Linked DNA regions of Gossypium arboreum: region 1 is linked to region 2. A link is a contact called in public Hi-C data. All regions are on one chromosome and are shown on one strand. The core of a region is the stretch at or near the end of the contact, and the rest is flanking DNA. Distances in the headings are between cores, read along the strand shown.

Evidence for each region. A called contact is a pair of places that touch in the nucleus more often than the background predicts.
Region 1: a contact with region 2 is called in a Hi-C map of leaf, with 2.9 times the contacts expected there. The contact joins the promoter of LOC108450259 here to the promoter of LOC108474175 in region 2. A contact is called at or near these places in 3 of 5 Hi-C or Micro-C datasets (all in leaf).

The regions. Positions count from the first base shown.
Region 1 is chr7:64,044,055-64,050,805 of ASM2569848v2, forward strand. LOC108450259 (dolichyl-diphosphooligosaccharide--protein glycosyltransferase subunit 2-like) reads left to right here and starts at 2,840. Exons shown (of 20, transcript XM_017747805.2): 1 at 2,840-2,988; 2 at 3,149-3,294; 3 at 3,937-4,129; 4 at 4,291-4,380; 5 at 4,606-4,668; 6 at 4,890-4,959; 7 at 5,140-5,204; 8 at 5,634-5,688; 9 at 5,887-6,014; 10 at 6,106-6,221. The coding sequence starts at 3,152.
Region 2 is chr7:63,876,358-63,883,219 of ASM2569848v2, forward strand. It overlaps LOC108474175, which reads right to left and starts at 3,818. Exons shown (of 3, transcript XM_017776130.2): 1 at 3,045-3,818; 2 at 1,971-2,246; 3 at 854-1,258. The coding sequence starts at 3,530. The coding sequence ends at 1,193.

The DNA.
Region 1 (6,751 bases), core at 1,590-4,089, 170 kb after region 2:
ATTCCTTGACATTTATGGCATTGGTGCATAATATACTATGGTAGACACACATTACCAAATGGCATGATAGAAAAATATAATTGAACTTAAAGGGATATGGTTAGGAGTATGATGTTCAATTCCTTATTATCTATCTCATTGGGGATGCATGTACTCAAAATTGTTGTATACTTATTAAATATGGTTCATGGTAAGGTACTTTCTAAAACTCCTTTTGAGTTGTGAACTAGAGGGAAACCTAGCCTAAGGTGCATACATGTTTAGGGTTGGCAAATGGAAGATAAAATATATAAACCATGTGAAAAAAAAAAGATTCTTATATAATAAGTGGATACTTTATTAGCTATCCAGAGAAATCTAAAGGATATTGATTTTACGTTCCAAACCATAGTTCAAGAATCGTAGAAACAGATAATGTTATATTCCTTGAAAATTATGAAATTAGTGGGAATGCTTAAAAACAAATTGTGAATATACAAGAAATTAGATCAGATTTTTCTACATATATAAATTTTTCTTTATCACAACTACGACAAATATTGTTTTAGCAATTAATGAATGTCCTGATAATGTTGCATAACATTTAAATGATAAAACACCAAAAAAAAAAAAACTAACTGTCAGAGGTTTGATGACAATGAACCACAAATAACGCTATTAAAAAGATCTTAAAGAGACAGAAAATCGGTTAAATGCCACAAATGGCGTAGTTGAATTGCAAGAGTTAGGTTTTTATATTGGAACCAATAAACATCCAATGTCATTATCACAAGTCATAAATAGAGTCTAACAAATGGTTAAATGCCATGAAAGATAAGATGAAATTTATGAAATAAAAAACAAAGTCTGGGATCTCATTGAATTGCTAAAATGTTTAAAACGAGTTGGATGCAAGTGAGTTTTTTAAACCAAACATCAGTTAAAGGGTAATTGCTGGGGATAAACTCGGTTTAAGTAACGAACAAGTAAAATAACAAAAAAATTGAAAAGATCGAACACAAATATTTTACGTGCAAAAATCTCTTCGAAGAGGATAAAAAACCACAAGTAAAGATAATTTTACTAAAACGGAAAAAACGAAGAGTACAAAAGATAGAGATAAAACTAAACCCTAAGACCCGAAATAAGAAACTCAAAACATAAACACACTGGGTAGGAAACTAATATTAAAATAACCTACACTAATCGAAATTTAGGTGAAAGAAGAAAAATCGAAAAATAGGAAGCATAACTCCACACTAATATTAAACGATATAAAGCTAGACTTGTTACCAAATATTATTCTTTAAAAGATGATATTTTAATTAAAAAACTTTTTCATTGTATCTCACAATTTAAACATTGAATTTTTTCAGCTTTAGCTAGAATAAAATTTAAGTATTTATAATAAAAGAAATAACAATGTAAAATAAAACAACTTTTATAAATTAAAATCTGAAAAAGGAGAAAATAAAAAAATGATGGAATACGTCTGCTCCTCTAATTAATTCTATTAATTTGCGATTAAAAGAAGAAGAAAGACTCGACCTTTTTCATGTGTCTGTTTTTCAGACTTATCCCCATTAAAACTTAGCAAAAATGTGTTATAATTTTATTCAAAATCTTAAAGATAAAGTCTACCATTTATTTAACTAAATAAAGATACATAAAATATTAGTTAAACTCTTAATAACTAACTAAATATAGATAAATCAAATATTAATTAAACTCTTAACAAAATATCTTTACAAATTTGAGTTTAAATAAAATTAAAAATTATTAATGCCATCAATTTCTTGATCTAATAACACAAATGTATTTGTGTTATGATATAAAAGCTTAGATTCATTCCTAGCAACTCCACTCTTACTCCAAATTACTAAAGAAAACTGAAAATTAATTAATTTAGCATATTCTTAATATTTTGAATTCAATTTCATCTCAATTATATAGTTTAAATGAATAAATTTTTATACTTTAAAATATAAAAATTTATTTTTAAATATCAATTTAATAATATAAAGAACAAAAAAATGCATTTTGTCGATTCTTTTTTTTTCTAAATCCATACTTTTATATACCGTATATATTATATATTATATATATTTGGTAAGTTCTCATGGGAATAGGCCTGAAAAACATACACATGAAAAAGGGTGGGGTGTATTATACTATATTATATTATAGATATAAATTATGGATTAGGGTATTAAAATAAATGTAAATTATATAGTTAGTCATTAAATTATAGGTAAGTTTTTGTGTTTTGGTTACTTAATTAAAAAAGTTAAAATTTGGTTACTGAATTATTCAAAATTTTTATTTAAGTCTTTGAACTATTAAAAAAATTTTATTTAAGTCATTGAGCTGTTAAATTTTTTTTTGAATTTCGCTAGTGAGTTCCAAACAGCGATTCGATGATCGCTACAGTGAATCAGTGCCCATCAGCAAGTAGAAAAATATATCTTATACCTAAGTCAATTTGGCGGTCAATTTTGGAATTAGAGAAAAAAGCTGTTTGAATTTTAGTTTATAGATTCGTGATATCCAAAATTGTTTCATGAAAAAAATTGAACTGTAAATAAGAATGCTTTCGATTATGTAGGCAGTACGCATAAAAAAGCCATATAATATCAATTTTAACGGTCTAATAACGTAAATTAATTTTTTAAATAATTTAATGACCAACTTGTAATTTTTTTAATAAGTGAATTAAATGAATACTTATCTATAGTTTGTTGAGTAACGGACTGTTTACCTTAAAAGAAAATTTAAGGCTAATGGGTTAGTTGAAGTTCGGGCCTATCTTGACCTTAATATCTTGGGCCCAGACTGAAATATCACCGGGACAAACGGGATAAATTCAACTTAAACCTTGACAAAACGATAATTTCACTTTTCTCCCTACTACTTCTTACTTTCCTAGCTCGGCCAAACTCACTCATCTGGCGCACAGCAAAGACTGCGAAGACTTCACCCAAGAAGGGACGAGTTTCTTTCACATTTATTGTATGTTTTCTCTTTTCCCGATCTAATACACCCTAGTTTATTCGCTAATTATTTCCGATCTGTTCTTAATTTGTAATTCCTAAAAAAAGTTTAGTATTTGTGAAAATCCTTCCCAGTTTTTTAGGCGTTTGGCTGATTATGTGTTGGATTTTAATTGCAGGAAATGGCCAGACGTCTAGCTGGATTTCTGGTTCTGTTACTTGTAGTATCGATCTGCGAAGCCGCTTTTCTTTTTCAACCAATCTCCGATTCTCATCGATCTACCGCTCTTGAACTCTTCACTCCCGACCATGGATCATTCAAAAGGTTTGCCTTTATATATATTTTTTGACCTCACAATTTCATTATTTAACCGTTGGTTGTTAAGGAAAGGAATTGGAAGAAAGTGCATAACAGCTACCGTTGAAGGTCAACTTTGGATGTGTTTGATAACATATTGAAAGAGAAATATTTTCAGTGGTTTAATTTTTTCGTTTGATAACTCAATTCATGTTGTGATAATTAGGTGGTGAGGCTATTTATACTATGCTAATATTTATTTCTAAAAGAACTTGTGTTTAAATTCAATTACATCTATCTTTAATTACAAAATGTGATATCTTTAAATTACTTGTTAATTTTTGTTTTGAGTTATCCAGTATAACGTGAAATGTCATGTTAATGAAACTAAATTTGTGAAATTAATGATTATCAATATGTACATTTATTTACCATCTTTTCGTAATGCATATTCAGTGGTTATAAATTCAATACTAAAAATCTATTACGTAATTCTTTTTCCCGTTTATAAAACAACACCTTATCTAAACTTCAACATTTTAAAGAAAAGTTTCAGTGATGAGAAATTTGCAATTTTAGTTTTTCCTTTGTTTGAACTGGAAGTAGACAAGAGACCTATGAGAATGAGGTTTTTGGAGGTATCTCATTTGATATAATTGATCTAAACAGCTTGGAAGAAACATATGAGGCACTAAGAACATTTCAGATTCTTGGAATTGAAAAGAAGCCTGATTTAACAGCTACAGCTTGCCGCTCAATTTCTGAAACTGTTGGGTCATCTTCATCGACTGCAAAGGATCTTTTCTATGCTTTAAAAGCAAATAGTATAGCGGAATGCAAGATTGACAAGAAAGCTTCTAAGGTTTATTTGAATTTGTTACACTGACATGTGGTTCAAGATCTTTTAATATTGCTTAACCCTGGTGCTTAGTTTTGTTGTTGTTATTGTTATTGTTGTTGTTGTTGTTGTTGTCATTATTATCATCTTTTTTTCTTTTCTTTTCTTTTTCTCATTTGCTAAAGGGCATTATTTCAAGACTTAAAGCTGCCGTAAGTGGTGCGAGTTCATTGCTTGACTTCTACTATTCAGTAGGAGGTTTGGTACTCATCAAGGTAATGATCGAATTCAAATTACCCCTTATTATGACATACTTCAGTTCCATGTCAGCTATTTCTCAAATTTATGAGGTTTCTAAATGATTTATATATGCATTATATTTGCTTCTGTTTGTTATGTTGATCTAGGAACCTTATTTATCTAGCTTACTTTCTACAGCTGCGATAGCTTTTAAGTTTTGCATTTTTCAATGCCTTCTAATTCCTTGTCTGTCGATTCAGGATCAAAGTTCTGAAGCTGATGTTCATCTTGCTGATGCTGAGGGAGTGTTCCGCTCTGTCAAGGTTTGTTGTTGTAACTAGATCTAGTTTTATGGTGAGGTTAAATTGCTGCTCCTTTCCAGATCTATCTAGGCAGGCTCAGGCTTACCATTTCAGTGGAACTAGTTGTTGATGTGGTGAGATTTGGGTTTGGGGAGGAGGCTCACTACTTGAACTGACTCAAATTTCCATCGTTATTAATATATGCTTGTCGTGGTTGATTTTGTGTTATGAAATCTTTCTAGGCTTTCAGCCAGAGTGATGGCAGGTGGCGTTATAGTTCAAATAACCCCGAATCTAGTGCTTTTGCTGCTGGTAATGATTTATCTAGATTCTTCAACTTTTTTTTAATACAATGTCTGGTACAAGCACCATATTTCTTTTTGTTCTTTCTTTGGTCTTAGTTCTTTGATAATTGTTGTCTATCTTCTTCGCATTTACTTAATTGTTTGATTCAATTTTGCAATAGTTGTTCATTTTGTCATATTCTGGCAGGAATTGCACTTGAAACGCATGCTGGAATTGTTTCGTTAGCATCTTCAGAAATTGACCAATCTTTGGTAAGTAGTTAATGTTGCTTACTATGATGTGGTGAAAGTTTTGACCAGTTTATGAATCTGAATAACCATTCAGCTGTAGGAGGATGATAAGATGTTCTCTTGTACCATGGTTTACTTCAACTTTTAACTATATCGTGTTGGATATTTAGCTTATAGATGTAGATGGATCTTAATAAAATTCTTTTCAAAGCAATATAAGCAAGGATAGTACATGTTACCTGATATCTTGTTCTTTGCAATGCTTATTTAATTATCAAATTGCTGTGTTATAGAAAGTGAATTTTTTTATTATGATGGTGACTTTTGATGTCGAATTTTCTCAGCTACCCTGAGCAGGTTTTGCTTTAATCTTAATTCTTATTCTGGTCTTCTTACCGGTGTCTGTCGAGTCTGGGCATTTCATAATATATGTTTGCTTACTGTTGGCAGATTTGTACTCTAAAGAATGATATAATCAAGCTTTTTGACAGCATCGAGAAATATGGTATGCATATCTTTCCCTTTTTCTAGATTTCTGGTTCTAGTTTTCTTCAATGTCATTTTTTCTTTTTGCTGCTTCCGTTCATCATCTCAATTAAAAATAATTATAATAAACAGTAGTACTCAATTTAGTTCTGTTTTAGTTTTATTTATTTTTCTTTTTTGTTCTTCATTTCCGTTAATCGAGTTGTCTCTTTTTCAGATGATGGGGCCCTTTACTTTGATGATAAACTTGTTGATGGTCATGAATACCAAGGTCCTGTATCAACCACCTCATCTGTTCTTAGAGGCCTAACAGCATTTGCTGCAGTGACTGCTGAAAATCTCAATGTCCGTAGAATGAGCTCCATTATCATTCATTTTAGCCCAATTGTCTTTTCTTCTTGGACTGTATTCTAATACTTCTGGTTTATATCTGCAGCTTCCAGGGGACAAAATTCTTGGATTAGCTAAATTCTTCCTTGGTATTGGTGTTCCTGGTGATGCCAAAGATTTCTTCAACCAAATAGACTCCTTAGCTTGTTTGGAAAGCAACAGGCAAGGCTTTTCTTTAGGCAGTTTTAATGTATTTCATTTATTTAAAATAGTTTGATGATGATATTAGAATATTTTTGTAGAAATCAGAGTATTTTATACTAAATAGAACATAAATCAGAGTTTTTATATACAACCTATGACACTACTTTAGGAAACTCTAAGTTAGGAAAGATACTAAATAGGAGATATGATCCCTTAAAATAAGGGATTTTAATAAAAAATATCTACAAAATATTCCTAAAATATTTACGAATATTCCTACACTCCCCTCAAGTGGAGAATATACATTGTATAATCCCGGCTTGAATAGGAATTTATTGAACACGTGTTTTGGTAAAACCTTGGTAAGAATGTGTGCAATCTGTCTTTTCGAAGGAATGTAAGAAAGAGTGGTGTCTTTTTGTTGACTTGATCGGCAATAAAATGCCTATCAATTTCAACATGCTTTGTTCGGTCATGTTGAATGGGTTCTTGGCAATCTGAATGGCGATTGATTATCACACAAAACTTCAAAGTGATCCTCCGATTTG
Region 2 (6,862 bases), core at 2,568-5,067:
ATTGTTGTTGTGGCAGCAACAAAAAAAAAATTATGTTTTTAAAAGCCTAATGATTGCATAACAAACAACTCATTCTCATAATTAATTTTTTTCATCTTATTTTGTATTTAATTAATTTTTATAAAAAAACCCATTGACTGCATTAAATTAAGAGAAATTATTTTATACACTGCAAATGAAATTTTTAAACTCCACAAGATAAAAAGTTTGACAAATATATTATAAAATATAATAAAAAATAAAAAAGTAATTATATAAATAAATGCAACGCAAAATTTAAAAACTGCACCAACAATGTAAGAAATAATTACCCTTAAATTAAAAGATGCATACACAACAAAAAAATAATTTATTGTTATTTTTTAAATTTATTAGAATAATATTTATGTCAAACAATAAATTTACTAATAATAATTAAAATAAATAATATTTAGTATTATTTGTTAAATAACTTATTTTTAATTAATATTAATATTATAATATATACATAAAACTATCGATTTGGTACATTTTCGCAATCACAGGAAAAAAAGCAAATCTTTTTGTTGTGGCAAGCACTTGTATCTTCGTCTCTTACATAGGGCTAAAACAGTAAGAAAGCTTTCACTGGGGTTGTTTTTGTGAGCATTAAATTCGCGTTGAAATTTAGCGGCAGGCTGGTTAAATTCTCCGAAAATGCTTCACCATTAGTGTTCCAAACACCAAAAAAACTCCCGTGATCATTTGGATTTTGGCTTGGTAGCCAAAAGAAAAAGCTAAAGTTAGGCTTCAACCCAGGATTGATGCTGGATCCCAACACAATTACATGATACAAATCATACAGAGATAAATACGACATATCAATAAATAAAGATTATGAATTGCTAACATCTCCTCTTAAACCCCAAATGACGCCAAAAAACACAACACAACATGACAAGAATACAATGATTATTGCACTCATTGACAAGTCAGCCATGTATCAATTTATACATAAAAATAATAAATTTCTCTGATATACTTAAATAGTATAAAACAATAACATGCAAGTCCAAGCAAGGGAAAAGGGACATCAATATGATATTGGAAACATGGAAATATTCGGTACCTTGTCCTTCCTTTTTTTAAAATTTCTTTCTTTCTTTCTTCATCTTTTTCATATATCCAAAACATGGAACAAAAGATCTTACATACTGACCAAATACTCGTACTATTAGAAAGCCGCCCATCCTGATGCAGTGGTCTTCCTAGGTCCAGATCCACTTGCAGGAAGATTCCTCTGTAAATGTCACCAATGTAGTTAATTTTGGTACCAAAAATGAGTTTCAGTTACAAAGAACTAAAGCAGCCTCCAAAACATATTAAAACATTTATTATCAAGGTCGAGAACCCAAGAAAAATTCCACTCCGTACTTGACTCCAACATGAAAAAGGCAATATATATTGTGTTTTTAATGTTTGAGCTTCAATTATGAACCTATTCCCACCTTATTTCTACTGCAAGGAAACATTAAGTCAATGGGGCTAAATACACACAATGCCTAAAAACAATGAACTCACAGAATCATCTAGAAGCTGAGTTGTACGGCATAGCTTGACAAGAGCTACAAGTATAATTTCTAACAAAGAACAAACGGGAATGCGAAGAGTATAATATACATAAAAAGGGGGAAAATGCTTCTGCATATAGGAAATATTGAATGAATTGATTGTAAATTATGAGATTTTGCGACTTCTGCCCCTTGTGAGTAAGATATTAATCGTAAGGAAAATGGAATTTCCACAATGACTGCAAATCCTACCGCTATCATTTGAGAATACAAATTATTGTTGTGCCCAAAAACCGGATTTTGGTTGGAATCATTAGCAGATTTTATGATAACCAATTCCCTGGCAAGGTTAAATCTAAGAAAAAGTCAACAAAGGTTGCAAAACTTTTATGTAAAGCTCATGAAGCATGCATCTGACCAAAAGGTTGAATAAAGTCGTACCTCAAGTTGAGAAAAGTTTGTTAAAGGGTCAGTTTGTCTTGTGTTTTCGGTGGGTGCTCTTTGACCAACACTTTGACTGGTAGATGTCATCCGAGCCGCTGCAGGGTCATTGGGAGGGGGTGGGAGAGGAGATCTTATCTTTCCCGAATCAGCAGGCGGCGGGACAAGGCACAAAGTATTAGGCTTTAGAACCACCCCTGACAATGCAGCAGCTGAAAGCATGCCAGTTCCACTAGATGGCTTGGGCTGAATATTAATCCGAATCGTCTCACCTTCCTATAACCCAAAACACCACAAGATCAAAATCCACCTAAAATGAATTCAAACACAGCATTTAAAACCCATTAATAATTAACAACAGAACAGATTTAAGTTGTCCTCTTTAGAGAAGAAAACTAAAACCACAAAGAGTGAAAGATAAATGATCAAGCCATATTAAAACACCAAAATTAAAGACCTTTATTGGTATAATACCATATTAAAACAACATAACCTACAAAAACAAATATAATAAATTACTTATTTAGCATTGCATATTGGCAAAAACTGAAATTGTACAATTTCTTCACAACATTTTAGATTCTACAAGACAGCAACACCACAATCCAAATTCAGCAAAATAACTTAAAAGCCAGGAAAAAAAAAAAAAACCTCAAAACCAAGCTAACATAGCACATTGGCAAAAAAGAAATTCACAACCTAAAAAACAAACTTCAAGCAGTAGCATAAAAAAAAGGGAAAATAACAAAAAACTCAATATTTATCCAAATATACAAACTAACTTTATTAAACGATTGACATTTACTTTTACCCACACTCATAAATTACGACCTTCCAAGTACAACGGCAATAATAACACGATAAAAATAAATCAGAAAACCTGCCCCGCCCCCAGCCCCACATTCTGAACTCAAACAAAATTTAAACTTTTAAACTTTTAACAATCTTAAGCAATAGCTCAGGTATATGATATATCAAAATAAAGAATAAGTCAACCCACATTCTAAAATCAATGAAAGTTAGACGTTTAAAGCTACAAAAAGTTAAAAACAAAAAAGACCCGAAATTTTCTACCTTCAATCGATGATTAACAGCCGGATGAATATCAATAAGAGAATCAGTCGCATTTTTCTCACTGGCCTCTTTCTCGTTCTCTCTGCTGACATACTTATTGTGATCAGACAACGCCACGTTGAAATCAAACGCCTCGTTCCGCTCATTAAACCCGAGCCCAATGAAGGCGTGTTTCCCATTCCCGTCCTCAATCTTGAGCACGAAGTACCGGGAAGAATCAAGCGCGGGCTCTACGGAACTCTCGCGCTGGCCAGGGTAGATAAAACAAGCGGCGAATAGCTCAGCCGAGTTGGGATCCTCCAATCGGATCTCGCATCGGTCCTTGCAAGAGACGACCCGGAGCCGACCCGACCAGATCTTGTCGGATTGGAGCCACTCGCCGCATTTGTAACCACCGGAGGTGGAACGTGGCGGGATTTTGTAGACAGTGACTTCGCGGACCACGAGGAGGGTGTGTTCGAAGGACTCTTCTTCATCGAATGACATGTTGCGGAAATGTGGAGATGGAGTTAGGGCTTTTTCTTAGAGAAAAATTGGGAATTTTGAGAGCTTTTCGATGAAAAGGAGGAGAGAGGTGATAGGTGGCAGGGAATAATCGGATGTTGAGAGATTTGGGGAGCAGAGAGACGTGGCCTCAAAGAGACTATTGAAGCGTCAATTGCTCTTCCCCAGTTACCTTTTTATCCTTTTCACTTTCCTATTAATCAGCTTTGGCAGATACGGTGATAGATTGGGTAGTTTCAGGTATTTGCACTAATAAAATAAAGAAAGGCCGAAATGATAAAGAACAAACAAAACATGAAATAAAATAAAGAAAAGGCTTAGAAAATAAAGAGCAAACAAAATATGAAAGTAATAAAAAATGTATTTTATTGATTAAATGAATGATTTATAATTCTTATGTAGTAGTCTTTCAAGTGTTAAAGTTGGCAATACCTTAGTAAAAAGATATGCTAAATTATCATTAGAATGAATTTGTTGAACATTTATATCACCTCTTTTCTCAAGATCATGGGTGCAAAATAATTTTGGTGATTAACCACCCTTCAATTGAGCTATACGTGCTATATTATCTTCATATAAGATAGTTGACATCTTTTCTAGTAAAGGCAAATTACATATCTTCTAGATATGTTGGGTCAATAACCTTAGTCAAACACACTTTCGACTTGCCTCATGCATTGCAATTATTTCTGCATGATTGAAGAAGTGGCAAGTAATGTTTGCTTTGTTGACGCCTTGATATGACAGTAATCCCATATGTAAATAAATATCCTATTTGAGATCAACCTTTATGTGGATCTAATAAGTATCCAGCATCGGCATAGCCAACTAATAGGAATTTTGAATCATTTGAATAAAATAACCCCATATTAATGGTCCCTCTGAAATATCTAAATACATGTTTAATTCCATTCTAATGTCTACCTGTTGGAGAAGAACTAAATCTTGCTAACAAGTTTACGATGAAAGCTATATTAAGTCTTGTGTTATTTGCAAGATACATCAATGCCCCTATAGCACTTAGATATGGCACTTCAGGACTAAGAAACTCTTCATCATTCTTGCAAGGACAAAATTAATCTTTATTCACATCTAACGACCGCACTACTATTAGAGTACTTAATGGGTGTGCTTAATCCATGTAAAATTTCTTTAATATTTTTCCATATAAGTTAATTAATGAACATGAATTTCATCTTTTAAATGCTCGATTTGTAATCCAAGATAAAACTTTGTTTTTTCAAGATCTTTCAACTCAAATTCTTTCCTTAAACAATTTATTGTATTTTGAAGCTCTTTAGTAGTTCCAATAATATTTAGACCATCAAGATAAACAATAATTATCACAAATTTTATCCAAACCTTTTTATAAAGACACATGGACAAATTGGATCGTTTTTGTAACCTTCTTTTAACAAGTATTCGTTAAGAAGATTGTACCGCATACGTCTAGATTGTTTTATTCCATATAAACTTTTCTTTAATCTGATCGAATAATTTTCTCAAGAAACTCTATATGTTTTCGGGATTTTAAATACTTCAGGGATTTTCATATAAATTTCACTATCAAGTGTACCATATAAATAGGATGTAACAGTATCCATAAGATGCATGTCATGTTTTTTCACGTACTACCAAACTAATAAGATATCTAAACGTGATTGCATCCACTACAGGAGAATATGTCTCTTCATAATCAATGCCGGACCTTCGGGAAAATCCTTGTGCTACAAGGCGAGCTTTATATCTTACGACTTCATCAATTTCATTTTGTTTTCACATAAATACCTATTTATATCCTACCGGCTTTTACATCTTTAGGTGTTTGGACTACAGGTCCAAAAACTTCATGTTTAGAAAGTGAACTCAGTTCTGCTTGAATTACATCTTTCCATTTTGGCCAATCTTTTCTATTTTTACATTCTTTAGTAGATTTAGACTCAAGATCCTCATTTTTTTTTATTTTAATAGCAATATTATAAGCAAAATTGTTACTGACAACTACTTGTTTTTTCTGTTCCATCTTTTTCTCGTATTGACATAACTTATCGAGATCTCTTTATTTTCATCATTTCCATTTTCACTTTTAGGTACCTGAATCTCTTCTTGATTTTTATAATTAATTATGTCATGGGTCTCTTCAAGAACCCTCGCCTCCACTATATGACCATCTTGAATGTTTGCTCCTTTACTTTTACGAGGATTTTAATCTTTAGAACCGACTGGTCTTCCATGCTTCATGCATGAATTACTTTCTTTTACATTAACAGTTTTCCCTATTAGGATATCAATTCATGTTGGAGCATTTTCACTTGGTATGTGAGATTTAATGAATCTGGCAGTTGATTTGTAAAATGAATTATGTAATAGCCCAATTTAGACCCTAATCGGAACAATGGTTTCGGGACCACAAATCCGATTTAGAAAAATATTTTGAAATTATTTTCTATATTTATTATGTGTGAATTTATATCTGTGAAATTTTCGTGATTTAATTTTGTCAAGTGGGTGCCCGATTAATTAAAAGGGCTTAATCACGTAAAATGAAAATTTGATGGTTATTTATAAAAGGGCCGAAATGAATGTGTCTTTATAAGAGGAAGTACTTATGTTGCAATTATGCCGTTGATTTTATGTATGGACGGCATTAGACTTATAATATATAGTTTTATTATAAAATCATTAAGGTTAAATATGTAAACTTATTAATATGTTAATATATCATAAAACATAAAAAAAAATTAAAGCCATTTTTGTGTTCATACTTTGTTCTTGCCGAAAACAAAAGAAAAGAAAAAGAAAACTTAGGTTCGGCCATTCTCAAGCTTGATTCAAGGTAAATTCTAGCTCGGCTTTTGATAATTTTTACGTTTTTGAGATCATTGCTAAGTTATCTACAAAGCCCATGCTCGAATTTCTGATTTTGGTGAATATTTTGAGTTATGCTATTGATGAATATTTGAGTTTTGTGATGTTAGTTGGTGAAATATGAAAGATATGTTTTGGATTGACATGTTTTGTATTGGAATTTTTGATGATTCTGAGTAATTAGGACTAAATTGCAAAAATAAGAAGGTTACGAGGCATTACCGATCATAATACAACTCAGTACAGACTTTCATTACAAAGTTAATCATCTAGTAAAATTTTAGACCAAACTAACATGTTTCGAACGTACCATTCATCTAATTATCCAAATTTCTATTCGATCAATACAATCAAATAATCATAGAAATCAAATGTTTAACTCATAACCTAATATATTTCATTACATATACAAATCATATATGCATACTAAACATTTGAGGCATTCA